Linked DNA regions of Capsicum annuum: region 1 is linked to region 2. A link is a contact called in public Hi-C data. All regions are on one chromosome and are shown on one strand. The core of a region is the stretch at or near the end of the contact, and the rest is flanking DNA. Distances in the headings are between cores, read along the strand shown. Region 1 holds the start of LOC107870548. Region 2 holds the start of LOC124898461.

Region 1 (5,351 bases), core at 1,140-3,639, 170 kb after region 2:
TTTTTAAGTTACTGTTATCTGGTTCCTTAGAAATTTCTTCATTTTGATTTTTACGGAGAAATTATTTCACAATTCTGAAGTGCTTTATTTGGTTTTAGACATGGTGATTAAAGCAAATGTTAAGAGTTTGGTGATATTACAATGAACATGCACCCAAAAAGAGGAAATCAAGAGTAAGTAGAATTTTTGATGAATTTAGAACGAAAATTGGAACGATACATGAACAAAATCCATTTTATTATCTAAACTTTTTCGACCATAACAACAAAAACAACAAACCCAGTGTATTCCCACAAAGTGGAGTCTGGGGAGGGTAAAATGTACGCAGTCCATACCGCTACCTCCGAAGAAGTAGAGGCCGTTTCCAATAGACCCCCGGCTCAAGATAAAGAATAGTAAACAAGAGCGTAATGAAACATGAAGCAGGATGTATGGCATAACATAAATAAGGAATAAGACATAATACAATAGAAATTAGACTAACACGAAATAAGATAAATAAGCACAATATGAAATACGAGATAAGAAAAGGACATCTGGAATAAGACAACCACCTAGTAGTAACATACACTCACAGACCAAAGGCACCCATCACCACCAAACCCTCCTGACTAGGGGCTCCTACCTATGGACACAGTCCTAGAATTGCTAACCCGGCTATACATGAACTCTTCTAACTACTTGCTACAACACACACACTCATCCTAGACTTCTACCCTTATCCGCGACCTCCACACCTTCCTATCTAGGGTCCTTCTACCCTTATCCGCAACATCCACACCTTCGGTCATGTCCCCAGTAAGCTGAAACTGCTCCATGTCATGTCTAATCGCTTCCCTCCAGTATTTCTTCGGCCTACCTCTCCTCCTCCTGAAGCCATCCAACGCTAGCCTCTCACACCTACAAACTGGGGCATCTGTACCCCTCCTCGTCACATGCCCAAACCATCTCAGCCTTCCTTCCCACATCTGGACCTCCACCGAAACCACTCATACCTTCTCCCAGATAATCTCATTCCAAACTTTATCCCCTCTAGTAAGTCCACACATTCAACGCAACATTCTCATTTCCGCCACCTTCATTTTTTGAATGTGGTAGTTCTTGACTAGCCAAGACTCTGCTCCATACAGCATTGCTGGACGGACTACCACTCTATAGAATTTGCCTTTAAGCTTAAGGGTCACCATCTTATCACACAACACTCCCGAGACAAGCCTCCACTTCATCCAACCTGCTCCAATACGGTTGGAGACATCCTCATCAATCTCGTTGTTTCCCTGAATCATAGACCCAGTATACTTGAAGCTATCCCTCTTACAGACATCTGGGAATCCCCCTGCCCCGCATCTCATCAATCAGCACGACATCATCCGCAAACAACATACACAAATGTAAAGAAGATGAAGATGTACAAATTTCGTTAACCATATTCCAGAATACTAGCAAACCAACAGTGTATACATACTACAACTGAAATTTTGGCTATACACAAATGTAAAGAAGTTTCATTGCCATTTTCAGGAGTAAACAAAACGAAAACCATAAGCAACGTGGAAAAGTGGATGGTTAAATATCCATCCAAATACTTAAAAAAATGAAAATTGAACTGGGTTTCCATCCAAATACTTTTTAAAAAGAAAATGAAATTTGAACTGGGTTTATATCCAAATACTAAAATATCCATTTTTTTCATATAAATTAGTAGCAAATTCTTCAAGAAAACATCATAACACATTAAAATAACAAAAAACTGAAGTGGGTTTTCACCCAAATAATTGACTTCCCATTTTTTCATATATATATAGCAAATTCTTCAAGCAAACACCATAACACACACAAAAAAATTCAAAAATTAAACTGGGTTTTCACCCAAATACTTAACTTCCAATTTTTCCATACATATATTAATAGCAAATTCTTCAAGCAAACATCATAACAACAACATACCCCGTGCAATCCCACAAGTTGGGTATGGAAAGGGTAGAGTCTACACAGACCTCCGAAAGACATTATTTTAAGCAAACATCATGAACTGGGTTTAACCAAAATAATTCAATTCAGTTTCATTTTCAAAATAGATCTACACTGAAATTGTCTAGAAGACAAAGGTAGATAGAAAATGGTTAGTACCAGAGCTCCGGCGAGGCATGATTGTTCTATCAGAGGCGGCACGCGAAACCCTAGAGAGAGAATTGGGAATCAAAATACCAGAGAAACCTAGAAATGGTAGGATATGTTGACTATAAATATAAATAAATAATAATACTCCATTAGGGAAAAATTATCCCTACGTGTCAATATTTAAATGGCAAATTGAATGAATCAACGCTGAAGCTACGTTGGAGACTTGGAGGATGGGTCACCACATTTGTTATTCTAGAATATGCCTTCATTTCCATATCTATTTTTATTTTTATTAATGGTTTTATTTATTGCTTTTGCCAAATACAGATCCAGATCCAGATCCAGTCATGTTTTGCCATGGTTTTGTTTTTTGAGCTATAAATAATTACTTGGTAAATAATAAAATGCTAATTATAAAAAATATTAATAATTCATGTTCTGTAATACATAACTAAATCCTAAATAATATTTATATAATTAATTTTGCATAATTAATATCTTCTTTTTTGTGGTTAAAACATAATTAATATCTACATAAATCTTATAGACCTTTTGGTTACTGATTAGAGTTACTCCACGTAAGTATTAGTAATACATGAATTTATAGACCTTTTGGTTACTGATTAGAGTTACTCCACGTAAGTATTAGTAATACATGAAAATTATTTATATATTATTTTATTCAAAAACTAATTATGCAGGTTTAGGTTTTAGTTATTTATTTATTAGTTATGTAAGCATTAATTATGTAAAATTAATTATATAAATGTTATTTATGTAGGATTTAGTTATGCATTACAAAAAAAATGAATTATTATTATTGTTTATAATTAACATTTTATTATTTTTCAAGCAATTATTTATAGGTCAAAACACAAAACCACGGCAAAATATCACTGGATCTGGATAGACACCAGCTTCAAACGTACAACCTCAAACTCTTTAACTTCCAAAGTTGGAACTTTTTTGCACTTAACAAAACACTGTTTTAGAATAAGAGAACTGATTTTAATTTATTTATTTTTTTAAGTGTAAATTAGGTATAGAACAATAGTTCAGATACTAACTCTAAATTGTTAATTAATTTTGTGTCTCCCTTCTTTTAAATTACTAGATAGATGATGTATTCCGTGCTATGAACAGGTTTAAAATTTTTTTTTTGTTTAATAATATTTCATGACTTAATCCTAATTAAACACCTTATAAACCTTTAAAATGAAAAGAAAAAAGTATAAATATGTTTTTTGTGTTATGACAAAAAAGTGATAAATTTTTATATATTATTTTTTATTATTATTATGTTTATTTATTTTTGAGATCTTAGTAATATCTCAGAATTATCAATCACTTTTTAATAATACTTATCAAATTTGGCACTTTGCATGATAATTTACATTATATTAATTTTTTTAACCCGATTTATAAAATTATTATATAGGTTTTAATCTTTTTTATTATTTTTAAAAGGATTGTACACCATTAAATTTAAAAATTGATCAAATTTTTCTAAAAATATTATTTATAATAATTTCTTACTAAATTTAAAATATATAGCTATACTTTTTTAGTATTTTCAATTTTTTTAAAAAAAAAATAGTTCCTTTGTAATAGAAATTATTTATCTTTCATATTTTTCTCTCGTTTCGTTTCTTTGTTTGTTGAAAGAATTCTTAATTATATATTCATGTATTTTGAATTTATGTAACATTGAATTTTTAGTGAATCAGAAAAAGCATCAAACTAAATTTGATCATAGATGAAGTAGTATACTTCTACATAATGACACTTCTCGTGATACATATATAAAATGTCTAAATATTTTCAAAATCTTTTTTGAAATTGTTATCAAGTAGTGCATTAAAGAGGGAGGTCTTTTCATATATAATTTGAGAGTATTTTAATATTTTATTACAAAATAATAAAAATTTTATAATTTTTTTGATTGGATTGTTGCCAACTAATGCAACTATTGAAATTCAAAACTTGTTAAAATACTATTGATTTGAAATAGTATAATAAACATTAAATTATAGATTATTTTGAGAATTTTCTTTTGGGTTATATAGCTAAGGTGAGAAGTGAGAAGTGGTGCATTTTAAAGAAGATAGAAAAAGACAAAATAAAAAATAGAGTCCACAAAAAGAGATGAATTTTGGATGGTGAATTTGTATTGTGAAATGACTATAATGCCCTTGGTCGTCCCATAACTCACTCTTCTATATAAACTAGATAGGTATGTCAGTGTGTTGCACGGGCCCAATGCATATAGTAGAATAAAATGAAGATATAATAGCAAGGAACTATTATGTTTGATTGGATCAGTAGATGAAAATGATTCCAAATATATGTTTTATACAATCATGAAAATAATATACTATTGGATGCTCACATTTACATATGATAGTGATTGTTGTCTATTTACATTACTAGGGATAATATTTATAAATTCTACAATAGTAGATGCAATTGTTGTTGTGATCAATCTCTCGAGTATTCACGATGAAACACCTGTTAAATTAGATTTAAAGGTTAAATTAGTTAAGAAGTTCAAAATATGCTAATAAAATAAATCTTTATCCAATGAAGACAAATACAATAGCTATTACAATAAAAGTTCCAATAACCTAAGCTATTATGGTATAGGAATGAATATCCATTTGTAAAATTGAAAGAATTACATTGTAGTTAGCATTTGTAAGACTGTATGTATCTCTTTATTTTAAAAATGTTGGATAAATATTTACATACCTATTGGGAAAGTAGCCAGATTGTTTTGAAATATTGACACCTTTGATACAGATAGATATTAACAAACTGAAACCGCCTATGATGTAAACCAAATGTCAAAGCCAAAAACAATCACCTGTGACAAGACCCAATAACAGTGTCATCAGTGTCCGCATACGTCAATTTGAAATCAAAGGCTTATTCAAAGGACAATTAATTGCAAGCGAATGATTTTCCCAGTCGCAATTCTTCCATGCACCAATTAGCTGCTAGTGCACCATAGTCAAGTTGATTCCCAAAAACAAAGTAAACACTTTAGCATCATGGGCTATGTAGTAAGCGTAGCAGTAATGCTTTTTTTATGAGAATATGGCCCATTCGGCCAGCAGGTAAAAGATCAAGTGAAAGATGCGTACCGAGCAATGAAACTATGTGTCCTTTTGCGCCTTATGTTGCTGGGCTGGTACGTGCTCTTAGGAAACAGAAGCATCCCACTCGAT
Region 2 (6,258 bases), core at 3,220-5,719:
GAGCAGATATACGATAATCCTCTTCCTGTCTAGCTCTTCCTCCTTGGCTGCTTATTACAATCAGCTGCTTGCCTAGCATTCTCCTCAACCATTAAGCGAGTAGTAACTTGCTCTGCAGTTTTCTGAACATCATGCTGAAATGGCGATTCAATGTTGCTTGTTCAACATGAAATCCTTTATCCAAGGCTCCTTGATTGTAAACTCTGTCTTTTTTCCATCTTTTGATTCCGTCTCAGAGTTCTCTCGTATTCAGGATCAAATAAAATCAAGAGCTTACCTTGAATCCAAGTATTGGTCATACACCGATATATTCCCTAGAAACAACAGAAAAGCAGAAATCAACAAACAAAACCAATAACTTCACAAACTCAATCTTTTAATTCGTAACCATATTTTTCAGCAACGATACTAAAATTTGATGTCACTCAAATTACACATCACAATAAAGTATAAAATAATTGCCGAATAAATATAGAACCAACTAGATTGAGATCGATCCTACAAGGAATAGATCGAAAGTCTATCAAGAGTTTGCTAATGTAACTGGAATTTATGTTAATAAAACAAGTATTTTGTAAAAGTAAGTTGTAATAGTAACAATTATTGGTTAATTGGGTTGTGATTGATATGAAATGAGCAATAGGATTGTGTTCTCCATAAATGCATAACTCCGCAGGTTGTTTGTGCTTAGCAGACTGTTTCGATGTCTTGCATGCAAAATCTAACATGATATGTATTACCCAATCGTCTCTCAAACTCGATTTAGGTGAATTTCACTTATCTCCTCCCAAACTCAAAGTGTTGCATTACTAATCCTCGTGTTGTCTCTTGCGGCCACTCATACAGTTCATGTCTATTTTATTCGATCACTAGAGATGTCCCCGTAGTCAGATTCTTCACAAAAAAATTAAACATAAAAAATTTAATGGATGTTTTATTATCATGACAAAATCTAAAGACAAAGAGAAGACTTTTTTTTAATGGCTGGAGCACAAGGGGTATCATTTAGTTTGAAGCTTTTATTTGATGCACATAAGTGAGTGTTACCAGTGTGATAAATTGAAATAGTATTATCAGTTTTTATTGAGATCTCGTTGGGTACATTGTAATCCTGAGAAGTGGCTAAACTACAAACATCGATTGTGATTTGATGGTTTGCTCTAGAGTCAACAATCCATGGATCTTGTTGCTGTAGAAACTGAGTAACATAATTAGCACAAGCCTGCAAGTAATTGTGAGACTAGGATTTACACACCTTGACAGAGTGACTGGGGCAATCACAGAGTTGATAGTTAAGAAATTATTAGTATTTTAGGGCTACTGATTTTGATGAGAAAGGCATTGTTGGGTATTTGATGAGTCTCGGGCTGTCTGGAAATGCAATGTTGGCTACCTTGTGAGGTATTACCTCCTTGCTTTCAATTGTTATTGTTTCTTGAAGGTTCTTGGTTATTTCATTGAGCAATTGTAGCAATGATTGGTGGTATCTGCTTGGCTTCTTCCTGCTTAAGAAAGATCTCATGATTAAGAAGTTTCCTATAGAGTTCTTCATAGGTGATCATTATTTCACGCCATTGAATAGCTGCAGAAATAGCGGTATATTTGGGACCAAGGCCTTGGAGGATTCGTAGAGTAAGTTGCACATCTATGATCGATGCTCCGCCAATTGCAAGTTCATCAGCAATCAAACGTATGTCACGTAGATAGTCCGTGACAGGTCGAGAATCTTTGGTAATACGGGATAAATGATCTTGGAGACTGATAATTCTAGTATGTGATTTGTCGGCGAAGGCAATGTGTAGGGATGCCCATGCTTTGTTTTCCGATTTGGCTGTTGCAACAGTAGATGCAAGTGTAGATTTTACTGATGCCAAGATGGCTTTTGAACAAGCTGATCTTGGCGAAATCAGTTCACATAAATTGGATTAAGAGTGTTTTCATTGTTTGGAGTAAGTGTGGTTGAAGGAGCAACAGTTGTGCCATCAAGGTGATCGAAAAGGTTATGTCCGTGCATGAGCATTGACACTTGTGTCTTTTAGGTAGTGAAGTTGTGGCTTCCTGCAAGTTTGATGAGTAGTTGAGATGCAGGATTAAACTGCACGATGATAATGTTGCTGGTAGTGTTATCTGCATAAACAGCAGTAGCCATGGTGGCTATTTTTTTGCGCAAGGCAGTAGTTAGGGTTGGAGCGAAAAAAAATTGAGATCGTACTCATGTGAGCTTTTAGAGCCCTGATACCATAAAACAACTAATGTTGGATAGAGAATGAGAAGAGCGATAGTTTATTCATAAGATAATGGAGAATATATAAGCACCAATACAACACCTAGTCCTAAAGTACTACAACAACTAATTATAATTCCAAAATGATACAATAACGAATTACAACTGTACAAACAGATAACTATGATATAATTACAGATTATTCTCACATATCTCCTTTAGCATTCACCCCCACCTACCCCAACCCCCACCTTACCTCCACCTACCCCATCCATAATCCATCACAACCCCCTGCCCTTTGCTTCGCCCACCACAATATTTATCATTTTAGCCATTTCATTTTCATTATTTTGTATAAATAGATATATATAAATGCTTTTATGATAATATTTTTTATTTGTGTATCAAAAACAAGAAGATAAGTAAGAAACAACTTTTTTTTTTTTTCTAAAAAATATTTTCTTGAAAAATATTTGCCATGGAAAACATTTACCAAACACACCCCAAGTCTTTAATTATCAAACAACATATCACAAACCAGATACGAGCCTTCATTTCTTCCACCCCTCTAATAAGATGAGCGATATCCTCATTAATCTCTTAATTTCTAAGATTATAGAACCAAAGAACATAAAATTAAACAACAAAACAATTAAAATTCACTTAAAACCTATTGAGAAAAACTAAACATCATCTCATCAGTCATTGATCACTATTTCATTTATTTTCTCCAAAAAAGAAAAAGAAGATGAAAAGGACAAGAAATGTAGTACCTTTTGGGCTGATTTGATTGAGAAACAAATTATCCTACCCTCATCAATATAAATAAAAATAACAATACAATCTCAAAATAAATTATTCTGCAAATTTGTCTTAATCAAATAATATGCAATAAACTCATCCTAAAATAATTTTTCAAATAAATTATCTTTATCTGTCATATCAAACGAGTCGGTCATCAAAACATAAAAATAAAGCAAAACGCTGTGTTTCCTTGACAGAGACTCAAATTTCACCTTTTAGGAAGCTGTGTGATATAACTTATTTGGGGAACACAATAAATTTTGTTCTTTAATTTTTACCTTGAACCGATATAATACATTAACTTAAATATGAAATTTTTGCATTGAAGTTTTCTTTTCGTAATTGTATGATTTTAACCCCACATCCACATCTGGTTTCTTCTTTCTCCATCTTTGTTTCATTGATCAAAATATTAAAATTTTCTGATACAAGAATCCAAAATTAACTATGTGATAAGTATTTTGCATGCTTAAAATTTCATTGTTAGATATTTCATAGCAAGCATTTAGTAGGAAACCGAAAAAAATTTAAATAATTTTCCCAATTGAAAGGAAAGATAAAGTGCATGGAAAACTATGTATTGCAAACAACTGCAAAATCAATCTTAGATCTCTAAATGTTGTTTCTTACTTATTTTCTTTCGCTGTACGTAAAAAAAAATGTTATCCTAATAATATTTGTATATCTAACACAAAACAATAAAATGAACAGGCAGAAAATGGTGCATGTTATGGTGGGGAAGGGGAAGGGCAAGGGGGGTTTGTAGTGGGTGGGGCGGCTGGGGGTAGGCCCCTTGATGTACCTGGGGTGGGCGTGGAAAAGAAATTGAGGAGGTGGAGGTTGTGAGATTTGATGGGGCGAGTGATTTGAGAGCGGCAGGAGACATTGCCACTTGTTTTTCCTACTTCTATTAAGGAAATTATTTTCCTTACTTCTAAGGAGCTTATTTTCTAATATATATATATATATATATACTTTCAAAATTTTTAACCAAAAAAACAAACACCTCAGGCTTGAGGATTAGAGGACCAAAAATACTCAAAACTATTTATTGAGAAATTTCTGGGTCGAGAATAGTAAAAAAAAAAAATGGAACACATTCAAGGGGGCAAAAAGTCTAATCTTCATAGAATATTGACAAACCTGAACCAATATAGATTGCAGATTACAAATATAGATTGCAAACATGATGGGAAAAAGCAGGCCAAGTAAATGCAAACAAGCTATCTATACAATCATACAATCACTGCCACTCGAAACACTGACAAACGGTTAATTCAACTTTGATTGCTTCAGTTCCGTTCCTGCTGATTGCTAACTATACTTGCATCATAGCTAAAGTCGGAGGCACACCCCGAATGTTTGCCACCTGTTGTCCTCCCATGTTTGGAGAGATATTTATCTTGACACAACCAGAAAGCAGCGAGTACAGGCATCGACATGCTTGTTACAAGTTTACAATCATCCATTAGAGAAAGTAGGAGAATTGTAAAAGTAGGGAAGGAACACAGCAAGCCTATGCAGAATTGCTTCTTAAAGCTGCTGATGGAGTTCTCCTCGAATGTTATTGTGTGCCTCGCATTGACCCATTCCGTGCTGCATTCCTGTAGATAATTACATGTTATTTGAAGTTAAAATCACATAAAATTGGATGACTTGCACGGTGAAGTTCTACATTGCAGTGCTTCTTCTAGCACTCATTGCAAGGGTGACTGAGTAGTAACAGGAGAAAAATGAACTAAGCCAAATAGAGGGTTGCTAGAAATGGAAAGCATAAAAATCCTAGGTTAGTTTGCTAGCTAGCGAATTTTACAAGTTGGGAACTGCAGCAATTATCCCTTGTGGCTGCACCTGCATTGCCTAGAAACACCATGTTTTAATTTGTCAAAACTATAAAAGACTAAACATTTAACAAAACCAAACAAAAAAAAATGATTCATATCAAAATTGAAGATCCAAAACTAGCACCATAGCTATGATTCCTTTCAGTTACTAACTGCCATCTTAGAGAAACATTGTGCCCTTAGAACCCCCACATGCGTTCAACTTTAGCAACAGAAATTGCTTATCCAGGATGGAAGCTATGTTGGTTTTTGTCTGGTATAAAAATTATATATCGCTTATCAAAATTTCTTTTACAAAATGATTAATAAAAAAAAAATTATACTCTAAGTCTTGACTTTTTAGTCTAAAGACTCTTTCGACAAATTACGTTATCGGATGAATTAACAGCGCAAAAGAGGGTAAGTCCTCTATATGAAATAAACCACAACAGAAGCTCACTACACTGCTCCTCTCTTAATATTGTTCATGAGTTATATTCTCCAGTGTTAATCCATCCACTGTACAAGTCAACAGACTTGTTTCCCTCCATGTTTTTTTTCAAAATATATGCCTCATGTCTTAATATGACAAGTTAGATAACTTTTAAGCACAGATATTCCACGTAATATTCATCTGTTTCCACTATGATCATTGCTTAGGGCCTCAACAACACACACACAAAAAGAATTGGCAACCAAGAAATACCAAGGTCAAGGGTGCACTTTCAAAACTCGGTGAATAATGGTTCAGCCCTCTACCTCGATCCACTTAAATATCACGCTTTTGTATGCGGTAAGGTTCAAACCTGCGATGTGTGCCTATCCCACACATTACACGTAGCGACGTTGCGCTTTTACCACTTCGAATTATTTACGTAAGTAGTCGCTACCACTATGTGTTAGGGATCAACAATGCTAGAAACATGTGAATTTTCACAGTATCAAGTCGATTGTGTTTTTAATAAAATCTTTGCCTTATCAAGAAAAAAAAGTTCCAAGATAGGTGGTCCTAAGTCTTACCTGAACACAGTAGTTTTAACTCAGAACATAGATATATATGTGGAAAATTACTAAAATTTCAACAAATGTATTTTGGAACCAATCACTTCAAAAGTACAATGAGTTCGGTGCCATGAACCATAAAGGTTAGAAATTTGTAGTAACACAACAATTGTCTGCTAATGAAGTGGCTGTGGAGATATAGTAGCAGCTTATGAGAAACTTTGTTTTGTGCCTCATACAACTGAGGCTAGTTGAGTAAGCCTGCTTCTTGTTTCACAAATTAGTTGACCCATATCTTACATCTTTGGGTCCACCAATTTGTGAAACAGAAAGAAGATCACACAACTGTAATATCAGATAAATATGGGGAAAAAAAAAATTCAGTTTCCAGGCCCAGATAACATT

What was found. Hi-C and Micro-C count contacts between places; a contact is called where the count stands out from the background.
Region 1: a contact with region 2 is called in a Hi-C map of leaf, with 2.2 times the contacts expected there. The contact joins the promoter of LOC107870548 here to the promoter of LOC124898461 in region 2. A contact is called at or near these places in 2 of 5 Hi-C or Micro-C datasets (bud and leaf).

What each region holds. Positions count from the first base shown.
Region 1 is chr5:29,484,435-29,489,785 of UCD10Xv1.1, forward strand. LOC107870548 reads right to left here and starts at 2,390. Exons shown (of 5, transcript XM_016717114.2): 1 at 2,131-2,390. The coding sequence starts at 2,149.
Region 2 is chr5:29,308,738-29,314,995 of UCD10Xv1.1, forward strand. It overlaps LOC124898461, which reads right to left and starts at 4,470. Exons shown (of 2, transcript XM_047412107.1): 1 at 4,353-4,470; 2 at 1,455-1,891. The coding sequence starts at 4,470. The coding sequence ends at 1,455. LOC107870547 (microtubule-associated protein 70-2) reads right to left here. Exons shown (of 11, transcript XM_016717113.2): 11 at 4,128-4,632. The coding sequence ends at 4,593. LOC124898739 (a long non-coding RNA gene) reads left to right here and starts at 5,986. Exons shown (of 2, transcript XR_007055488.1): 1 at 5,986-6,258.